3 separate regions of the Hordeum vulgare genome follow, and regions 2 and 3 are each linked to region 1. A link is a contact called in public Hi-C data. All regions are on one chromosome and are shown on one strand. The core of a region is the stretch at or near the end of the contact, and the rest is flanking DNA. Distances in the headings are between cores, read along the strand shown. Region 1 has its middle 310 kb from the start of LOC123446159. Region 2 has its middle 140 kb from the start of LOC123447937. Region 3 holds the start of LOC123447936 (F-box/WD-40 repeat-containing protein At3g52030).

The links. Hi-C and Micro-C count contacts between places; a contact is called where the count stands out from the background.
Region 2: a Hi-C map of seedling shows a contact between it and region 1, with 6 times the contacts expected there. The contact joins two enhancer-like sites. A contact is called at or near these places in 3 of 6 Hi-C or Micro-C datasets (leaf and seedling).
Region 3: a contact with region 1 is called in a Hi-C map of seedling, with 7 times the contacts expected there. The contact joins the promoter of LOC123447936 here to the enhancer-like site in region 1. A contact is called at or near these places in 2 of 6 Hi-C or Micro-C datasets (leaf and seedling).

What each region holds. Positions count from the first base shown.
Region 1 is chr4H:77,659,224-77,662,231 of MorexV3_pseudomolecules_assembly, reverse strand. No RefSeq gene overlaps it. Among protein-coding and RNA genes, the nearest start is that of LOC123446159, 310 kb to the right of the region's middle. Within about 2 kb of position 1,696, at least 3 of the 3 cell types and tissues checked have open chromatin away from gene starts, as enhancers often do. A contact at or near this core is called in leaf and seedling, where this site is marked.
Region 2 is chr4H:78,013,232-78,016,076 of MorexV3_pseudomolecules_assembly, reverse strand. No RefSeq gene overlaps it. Among protein-coding and RNA genes, the nearest start is that of LOC123447937, 140 kb to the left of the region's middle. Within about 2 kb of position 1,401, at least 3 of the 3 cell types and tissues checked have open chromatin away from gene starts, as enhancers often do. A contact at or near this core is called in leaf and seedling, where this site is marked.
Region 3 is chr4H:77,190,035-77,193,348 of MorexV3_pseudomolecules_assembly, reverse strand. LOC123447936 (F-box/WD-40 repeat-containing protein At3g52030) reads left to right here and starts at 1,846. Exons shown (of 9, transcript XM_045124672.1): 1 at 1,846-2,222; 2 at 2,884-3,069; 3 at 3,268-3,314. The coding sequence starts at 1,849.

The DNA.
Region 1 (3,008 bases), core at 447-2,946:
GATGAGGAACTGACATAGGTTATCATCTCAAACCGAACCGACGATGCTAGATTATGGACGTTTTGGCTTTTGGAGACCCTACCAGAGAGGGAAGTTGTTCAAATTCTGATAACGATGTAGTCCATCTGGTGGGCGCGACGGCGTGCTATACATGATGATCAGTACTAAAACCGTGTGAGTACCTCGACCTTTGTCACAAAGTTTCTGGAGGACCTGAAGTGTGTGGCTATGAGCAATTCTCTCTAGCGAAGGACTGGAAGCCGAAAGATCTTCATGCAACAGCCGCCAGCACAAGCACAAGTGCATCAAATTCTTTCTCGCTTCCACCAATCAACTTGGATGCTAAGCCCAATGCGGATGGTGGTGTGTCTAGGTGTGGTAGGCAGGGGGTTGCAGCTGTCATGTGTCGTAATCGCTGAACTCTATCTGTGTGGCTTCGGATTGTGCTGCCGTGATCTTCATGATTGGCTCGGAAGTTCCATGCCACTACACTTCAGCTATCAGTGAGATAAACCATCGATCTAGTTCCTTTTCATAATATTCGCTTTGTACATGAGAATAGAAAGTTTAATGCCGAAGCGCATGCTCTTGCAAAACCAGCGGTTTCTTTGTCTCCCGGGCGCCACATGTGGCTTGTATCTACGCCCGATATAATATTTATCCCTGTGAACATCCAAATTTAATAAAGGTTATATATGCTTAAAACATACAATACATGCGAGCGAGCGAGCGAAAGAAGCAGTAATATGCTGAGGCCCAGTACGATTGGGAGTGTGTGCTATAGAGATTTTCTGATGTTGACTTCCTATTTTGCGCTGCATGCGCGTTCTTCAATGGACCGACACATCTAACGTCTTTTTTCAATGTTTTTAATCCATCACGACACGACAAATCGAACAAGCGACCTACCGAGCCAAGGCAAGCCGGTATAACCATCACAACAGCGAGCAGGATGTGGTAAACTTCAATTTTTCCCTCTTTTATATTGATTTCCCTTTTTCTTTTTTCTTTTTTCTTTTCCCCTTTTTTTCTATTTTCTCTTCTTTCGGGTAGATAATTTATTTAGCAAACACGTGAATCTTTATGCTAATAGATGAACTTTTTTTGATATTCAATGGATTTATTTTCCAAAATCGATGAAGTTTTTCAAAATAGACAAACTCTTTTCAGAATCGGTGAACTTTTTTCAAATCTGATGCAGTTTTTCATATTTGAGAAACTTTCTTTCAAAATTGATGAACTATGTTTCAAAGTAGATAAACTTTTTCCAGAATGGAAGAACCTTCTCCAGAATCGATGAACATCATTACAAATTGATGAACTTTTTTTAAAATCAACGAACTTTTTTTCAGAATCGATGAACTTTTCTAGGAATCGTTGAATTTTTTTCAGATTTTATGAACCTTTTTTAAAGAGCTGAACTTTTTGTCAAAATGGATGAACTTTTTTCCTAAAATCTGCAAAACTTTTTTTGATTTTACATCATATAAGAAATAGAAAAACTGGGAGGTTTTTTCCTACTGAATCAATAGAAAAAAATAAAAATAGTTGGCAAGTAGCGTGATCCAGCGAAGCGAGCTATCAAACTCAGTTTCGTTTACTAGAGTGAACGAGTGCACTCGTTGACCGGCCCATGCCAACGACGCTGACAGCACCAGCTTTATAATGGACGCCTACAGCGCTGCATAGGAGGTCCCGCCGCTCTTTGCGGCAAAAGGATAGCGCTTCGCACAGAAGCAGCTACCTGGGCTGGCACATTTACAGTGGTAGGAGGAGGCATCTCTTTCGCACATGAAAAAAGGCAAAAATAAGAAAGCGCATACACTATAAATCAATCCCAAAACCTCCTAGCAATTTCCGAGCTGAGCTAGCCGTTCCGCCTAACAAACAATAATGTGAAATTTGCAGCTCCATACGTAAAGGAACAAAAAAACAGCGGTAAACAAAAACAACTGTTCCCAAAAATTCCCCAAAACTAAAAATCGTGAGAGGACCCGAACCAAAGATCTACTGCAAGTGATCCACGTCAATAGCCACCAAAACTTCCAATGATTTACTGTACAAAATAGACGCCCAGTTTATACGAACATTTTATTTAAATTTAGAACGTGGTTTTATTTTTGAGAATTATGAAAGAATTTTAAAAACTCTAAAATTTTGTGAAAATACATTTTTCGGGATCTTAAACATTTTTGCAAAAAAGGAACAAATTATATATTTTTTAAAACCAGAACAGATTTTCTATTTACGCAAAAAAATAAAAATGTATTTTGTTCTAATTTCTGAAGAAATTTTAAAAACACAAACATTTTTTGATAATATGAACAGTCTTTGGAACTATGATTTTTGTTGGAAAATATGTACTTTTTTTTCAAATTCTGATTGTTTTTGGAAACGCGAACATTTTTTGGAAACTCGCACGCTTTTTAAATTTAATATTAAAATATGAAAACTGGTATAATGTTTTTGACTTTTTGAACAATTTTTATTACATAAACATTTTTGGAAAACATAAACAATTTCTTAGAGTATGTACAAATTAGAAACAGGAGCATTTTCAATGTTAGAACAACTTTTAAAAAATAAGAACATTTTTTGAAATTTGAGAACAAATTTAAAACAGGAACAATTTATGAACGTATTTACATTTTTTGAAACAACAACATTTTTTGAACTTGTCTATGTTTGTTGAAAAGGCGAACATTCTTTAGTAAATGAAGATTATTTTTTGAAATTCCCAAAGAAAAGTATAAAACATGAACATTTGTTTGAAATTTGTGAACATTTTTTATAGTGGGAACATTTCTTAAACTCCTAAAAAATAGAAACATGAATATTTTAACAATTTTCTAAAATAGGAACATTTTTTTGAACTCCTAAAAAATCCACATAAATTCTTAATAAAATTCGGAACAATTATTCAAAAACACAAACAAAATTTGAAAAGATAAACATTTGTTTCTCCTCCAAAAAGGGAACCATGAACATTTCCACAAATTCTGACCTAG
Region 2 (2,845 bases), core at 152-2,651, 350 kb before region 1:
CGATAGGTCTTGTTATTTTCTCGGTCTACAGATACCTCTTCCATTGTAAAGATGTTCTAGAATCTGAAATCAGCGCCGTATTGGAAGGTATCTCAATCAGTTTGCACAGGACGGAGCTTCCTATTGTTATTCAATCCAACTGTTTTGTCTTGGTTGCTGCTATAACCGACGAGTCATTGGAAAATTTTGCTCATGGACATTTGATTCTGGTAATTAAGAGGCTCCTGAAACCGCGTAGTTATTTCGCAGAAATTAGATCGTCATCAAATAATGTTACTCATTGTCTAGCTAATATTGGTCGTTCTGGAGGTAGCACCTCTGTTGGTTCCACCGTGTTCCGGACAATGTCTCGAGTTATGTATTAGCGGTTTGTAACACTGTTTAAAGGGAATAAACCAAATATCCCCCCCCCCCTCCCCCAAAAAATATATGGAAATGCTATGGCATGAAAAATGCCTTAATATATCTTTCTTGGTTCTTATTATCGCCAATACTTTACTCCAAAAAAAGAAAAACTATCGCCAGTACAACCAATGATGAAGACACATAGTACCAATTTAATACAAACGTCGACATGTAAAAAAGAGTAGTAAAAATCGAAAGGAGCAAAGGTGGCCCCTCTCCCTGTCGACGCAATTGGCCAATCACTGGATCCAAAAACTCGCTACAGGTTGGCCGCGTCCAAGTACCGCGCTACAAGTTGTCCTTGGATTTTTTTTTAAAAAAAAGTTGTCCTTGGAAAAAATGGGGTGGTTGTGCCCAGGTCGCTATCCCCGCTGTACCACGAGGTCCACACCTTGTCTGATCGATCAGCTCTGCTACACGTGTCCTCGGGGACAAATATCACTTTCGTCAAGGAGCACACCTGGCGGCCTCTCTAATCACACTGCTCCCGCGATCTTATCAGCATGAGGGTGTGGGGGAGAAGGATCGCGCCACGGATATTCCCGAATGGGGTGCCAGACATGTGGCGCATATCATCTAACAATCTTTGGTGTTTCCTGCATATGCATGTACGTACATGTGTTGTCCAGATTACATGTACGTGTTCTGTTTGTGTGATTTATGTAGACGTGTTGTTTGGTAGAAACTTTGTGGGATGAACGGATTTACTTCTTTTTTTTTCTGTTGATTTTGATCTCGCTATTTGGTCAATCTTTTGGAATGGGAATAAAAAATGGCCCAAGAATATTCTGGCTGCGCACGGGCAATTTTGCGAGTTTCAGCAAGTACGGTTTACTGCATAGTGGAGTGCGACGGGCACATACATCACTGTTTTTCTTTTTTATTTTCCTTGGAGACCCGACAAAGCACGATCCCGAAATGATTGAGCCGTGCAACGCAGATAGTGCGGGGATGCCGACTGAGTTTTCGCCGCTGCTGGCGTTGGATTGGGATCCGCGGGTCCGCGCGCTCCCAGCGCCAAAGGAAGGGCATCTTGGGCGAGCCGATGTCCTCCTTCTTGTTGTATCCCCGGTGCGTGGAGTCGTCCTCACCCGACGAGGCATATGGGCTGCCGGCCGCCGCGTCACCCACTTTGCTTTTTCTCAATTTGTCTACATTTTCGATTATACAGCGATGGTTTTAATCCTGTTATATTTATAATAAATGGATGCGCCATTTTTTTGAAATAGACTTAGGATGTGCCACTGCTGCTCCGGTGATTCCCAGAAAAATGTTGTGGTGGTCGTATGAAGACTTTGAAATTATTTTTTGTGCTCCAGGAACCATTCATACAAAGCGTTTTGTCATTTTCAGTCAGTGCTTTCGGTAGTTCGAAAAAATTGTCAATCGTGACTCTTTTCTGCGTGTTCATGTTTTTTTTGAAACAGTACAATCCAAACGTAAAATACTCAAACATATGCATATCCATTCATCGGTAATATGAATACACACACGTACGTCCTATAGCTATGAGCCCCTCCGAGCGATAGAGTCGGCACATCATCTTGATTGACGAAGTCGTCGTCGTCTTCATAGTCGACATGCACATCTCCTCTTACTGAACACGCACCGCGAAAGGTCCGGAATAAATTTAGAAAAATACGAGCACTGGTGTCAAATACACCACTTGAATTCTCATGGATTTGGGATGCCACTGTCCTTCTAACCATTATATCATATGTTCGTTCGTATGTGACCTTTTTAATAGAAAACTTTTGAGCATCTCAAAAGAAAGAGGCTAATTGGGTTGACAAGCATCATGCACCCATATTATGCCAATTTAATAGTGTTAGTAAAATCCTTAATTAAATGATAATTCAAAACAATGTTCGAGCTCATATGTAAGGGTGTTCTCAACTAGGGGGTATCGTATTTAGCTCACATGGGCCGAACTAGGGCATGATGAGTCACCGCGTGAAGGATGGCCGAAGCATCAAAACTTTCTCGTGCATAAGATAAAAAATATCGAAGACTTGGCGTGCACTCTAGGGATAACTTTGTATTCAGCATATCGGTAACCGACCTCGCATGTAACCTACCCTGAGCGTCTATATAAGCCCAAGGGTTAGATCGGTAGAGGACAATTATACACCTTAGGGTTTAGAGCTTACATTACGATCTCGAGGTAGATCATCATCATGTACTCGATACCTAATCATCAATACAATCAAAGCATGACGTAGGGTTTTACCTCTTCGAGAGGGTCCGAACATGGGTAAACATCGTCTCCCCAAGTCTCCTGTTACCATTGATCGTAAATTCATAGCTCGGGACCCCCTACCCGAGATCACTCGGTTTTAGTACCAACATTGATGGACAATATAGGTCCCCAGTATGTGGCCGATCCAGATCGATGGCTCGTCTCGAGATCAATCATGAGATCATCTGCGGCGACATCTTT
Region 3 (3,314 bases), core at 597-3,096, 470 kb after region 1:
GGAAATAAAGCCAAAAAGGAAAAAAAACTCACCTGCAGGGGCAATGGGCGGCGGGGGCAGTGGTTGTCGGGGCGGTGGTGGCCTGGCCAGTGTGGCGCAGGGGCCGGCAAGGGCGTTGGGTGGGGGCAGGGCGCGGGGAGGAGGGGCGTGGGGGGGTCGAGCCGGTGGTGGTGGAGGGCGAGCTCCGGCGGCGCGAGAGGAGGGGAGGGCAACTCCGGCGGCGCAGGGAGCAGGAGCGTGGGGAGGAGGGACGCGGGGAGGAGGGGAGGGCGAGCTCTGGCCGTGGGTGGCGGTGATGGGTCGGAGCAGCTTCGGTGGTGGTGGCGGCGCTGGGGTGGGCAGGGCGCGGGGAGCTCCGGTCGTGGGCGGCGGTGGTGGGTCGGAGTGGCCCAGGTGGTGGTGGCGGCGGCTCTGGGGTGGGCAGGGGGCGCGCGCGAGAGAGTGGAGGCTTTGTGTGTGTGAGAGAGAGGGGTGAGTGCCGTTACGGGAGCGGGGGTGGGGGCTGACTGACGTTAGGGTGGCGCCCCCTTTGCCGTCTGCAAAGGCTGGGAGGCACACAACAAATGGGTGGGTGGGGTGGGTGGGCTTCGGCCGTTAGGGTGGCGCCCCTTTGCTGTTAGCCTCTCCTTTGCTGCCCCCTTTGGCAAATATTTGCTGTTAGGTAGGCAAGGCTGACGGCAAACAACACCTTTGCCATCAGGGTGTTGTTTGCCGTCAGCTTTGTGCCAACTGACGGCAAAGATGATCTTTGCCATGTGTCAGCAGACGATAAAGACATGACAGATGGTAAATTTAGGATTCGAGTAGTGGATCATTTGTTCAACGATGCATATATTGTTATTGATTACTAAAACCATCTTAAAAAGCAATTGCGCTTTCAAAAAAAGATGTGAGGAAAACAAACAAATATTTGATTTTACAATTTATGTTTAAGGAATCTATCCGGTCGCAGCTTAAATTAATTCTTAAAACATGTTTTTCAACAACTGAAAACAGGGGTTTTTAAGTTGGCCATAGTGGGAGTAACATAACTAGTATCATAACCTTGAAATTAGCAAACACGCTGATATGACACATAATTAAAGAGGAGAGAGAGAGTTAAAATAACATAGATAGATACCGTATCATGTTAAATGCTATGCTACTATGTGTCATGCATGTCAATAAATGAGACCATCTATGTTATACTAGTTTATGATAGTATGCACTATAAAGATACTATTATATCATAATATCATATGCATGATACTACTATATGATACTCCCTCTGTACTTAAATAAGTGTAATTGGGGAAAACTAGTCTAGGTGACTACATACGGAGCAAAATGAGGGTATCTACACTCTAAAACATGTATATATACATCTGTATGTAGTCCCGCAATAACACCTCTAAAAAGACTTATATTTAGGAACATAGGTAGTAGTATGTACTATATGATAGAACTATGAGTAGCCTTAGGGTGTGTTTGGTTGGAGGGATAGGCTAGGGTGGTTGTGGGTATCCCCAACCAGGTGGCTGGGGATAGCTTTTTTTGTTTGGTTGTAAGGGTAGGGTTATCCTTTTTTTGTTTGGTTGGGAGGATGGATCCTCCCGCGCCGGTCGCCTCCCGTGCCGGCCGCCTTCCGCGACGGCCGCGCCGGCCGCCCCAGAGTGGTTGCCACCGCCCGCCCGTTTTTGGCTGTTGGCCACATCCTTTTTTTTAAATATTCCCAGCATCTGGTTGACTCTGTACCTCCCCGCCTCAGATCCAAACGCATAACAACCATAGAAAAAAATGGTTATCCCTGTCCCTGATAGGATATCCCTTCAACCAAACACACCCTTAGTTTCGCCTTTCAGGGATCTGATGTTGCGAGGACGAGGGTTCCCGAAACCTTGTTGGGCCGGTGCAATCAAGCGAACACCGCTGTCCACACAGACGCTGTCTGCCGGAAGTCCACGATGCCTACAGGCCTACAGTGGACCGGTCGACTACCGGCGGGCGGCGACAGGAGAGGCTCGCCCTTCTGAGAGAGAGAGAGAGGGAGAGATGGAGGCGAGCAGCAGCCGGAGCCGGAGCCAGGGCGGAGGTCTTACCTCGAAGCGGCGCAGCGGCGGCGGCGGCGGAGGCGGGTACGGGCTGACGGGGCAGTCGCTGAACGACGATACCCTCCGTTCCATCTTCTCCCGCCTCGACGACCACTTCGACCTCGCCCACTGCTCCGCCGTCTGCCAGTCATGGTCAGACCTGCTACGCGGATCATCTCACCTCCCCTTCCCTTCCCTTCCCTTTCCTGTGTCTCCTTCAGTTCATTTCCTGATTGCTGTCAGCAGTACGTTCGTTTTGTTCTACGCTCTCCTTATATTGTATACTCCCTCCGTCACAGTTTATAAGGCATGCGCGTGTACCTAGGTCGTCAATTTGACTTATATAAAATATATTGTTTAACATAAAAATTATATCATTAGAAAATAGAACATCTAAAGTTTCTAATGATATATTTTTTGTAATATATGCCTCTCATTAAGTTGGTCAAATTGACGACCTAGATACACGTGCCGGACTTATAAACTGAAACGGAGGAAGTACTAATATAACTGAACCTACTTCTCGATCTGTTAGCGGATTATTATTACCGGACTGATTTTATTAGCAGTATTGATAAATCATAGATGCACACTTCAATCCGCGAGATGGCAAAGATCTGAGAACCTAAACCAGGGAGCTACCAATTGCTGTGATGCAACTCTTGTGCTAGTCGTTGTATTTCAGTTTGGTATTTGTGCTGTTCATTTTTCATCCCACAATCCGGATGCATTTTTTTCTTGTGAAAGTTCCTAATTATGTAGCAATTTCTAGTGTTGATTACAGTGTGCATGTCTGATTTTATGCTTTGTTTAGGAATACGATTATCAACACGGCCCATCTGATGAGGGATCTATATTACAAGAGGAATCCACAGGCAAGAGGCTCGAGTTCTACTATTTCAGTGAAAAGTTATTTTGAGGCGCTGGCCATGAATGAGCATGCATCAACTCTTGCTAGAGGGTCTGCTGAAGTTCATCAGTGGATTGGTCATGATATAAGGTAGGCACCTGTTGTCTGGTATATGTCTTCTGAACATATGCCTCCGAGTGTTATAATGTACCGGCAAAAATAGTTACATTTGTCAACTCATAATATTTTTGTATAGTTTTAGGCTTTTAGCATGATCAGTCTTCTGTTTCTTATTTACCAAACAATGATTCAGTATCTATGTTTTCTCTTTCTTATTTCTTGCTGCAGGGCCACCTTGTGTCGTATGAAAAGCGGTTCAGTCTTAACTGGAATGG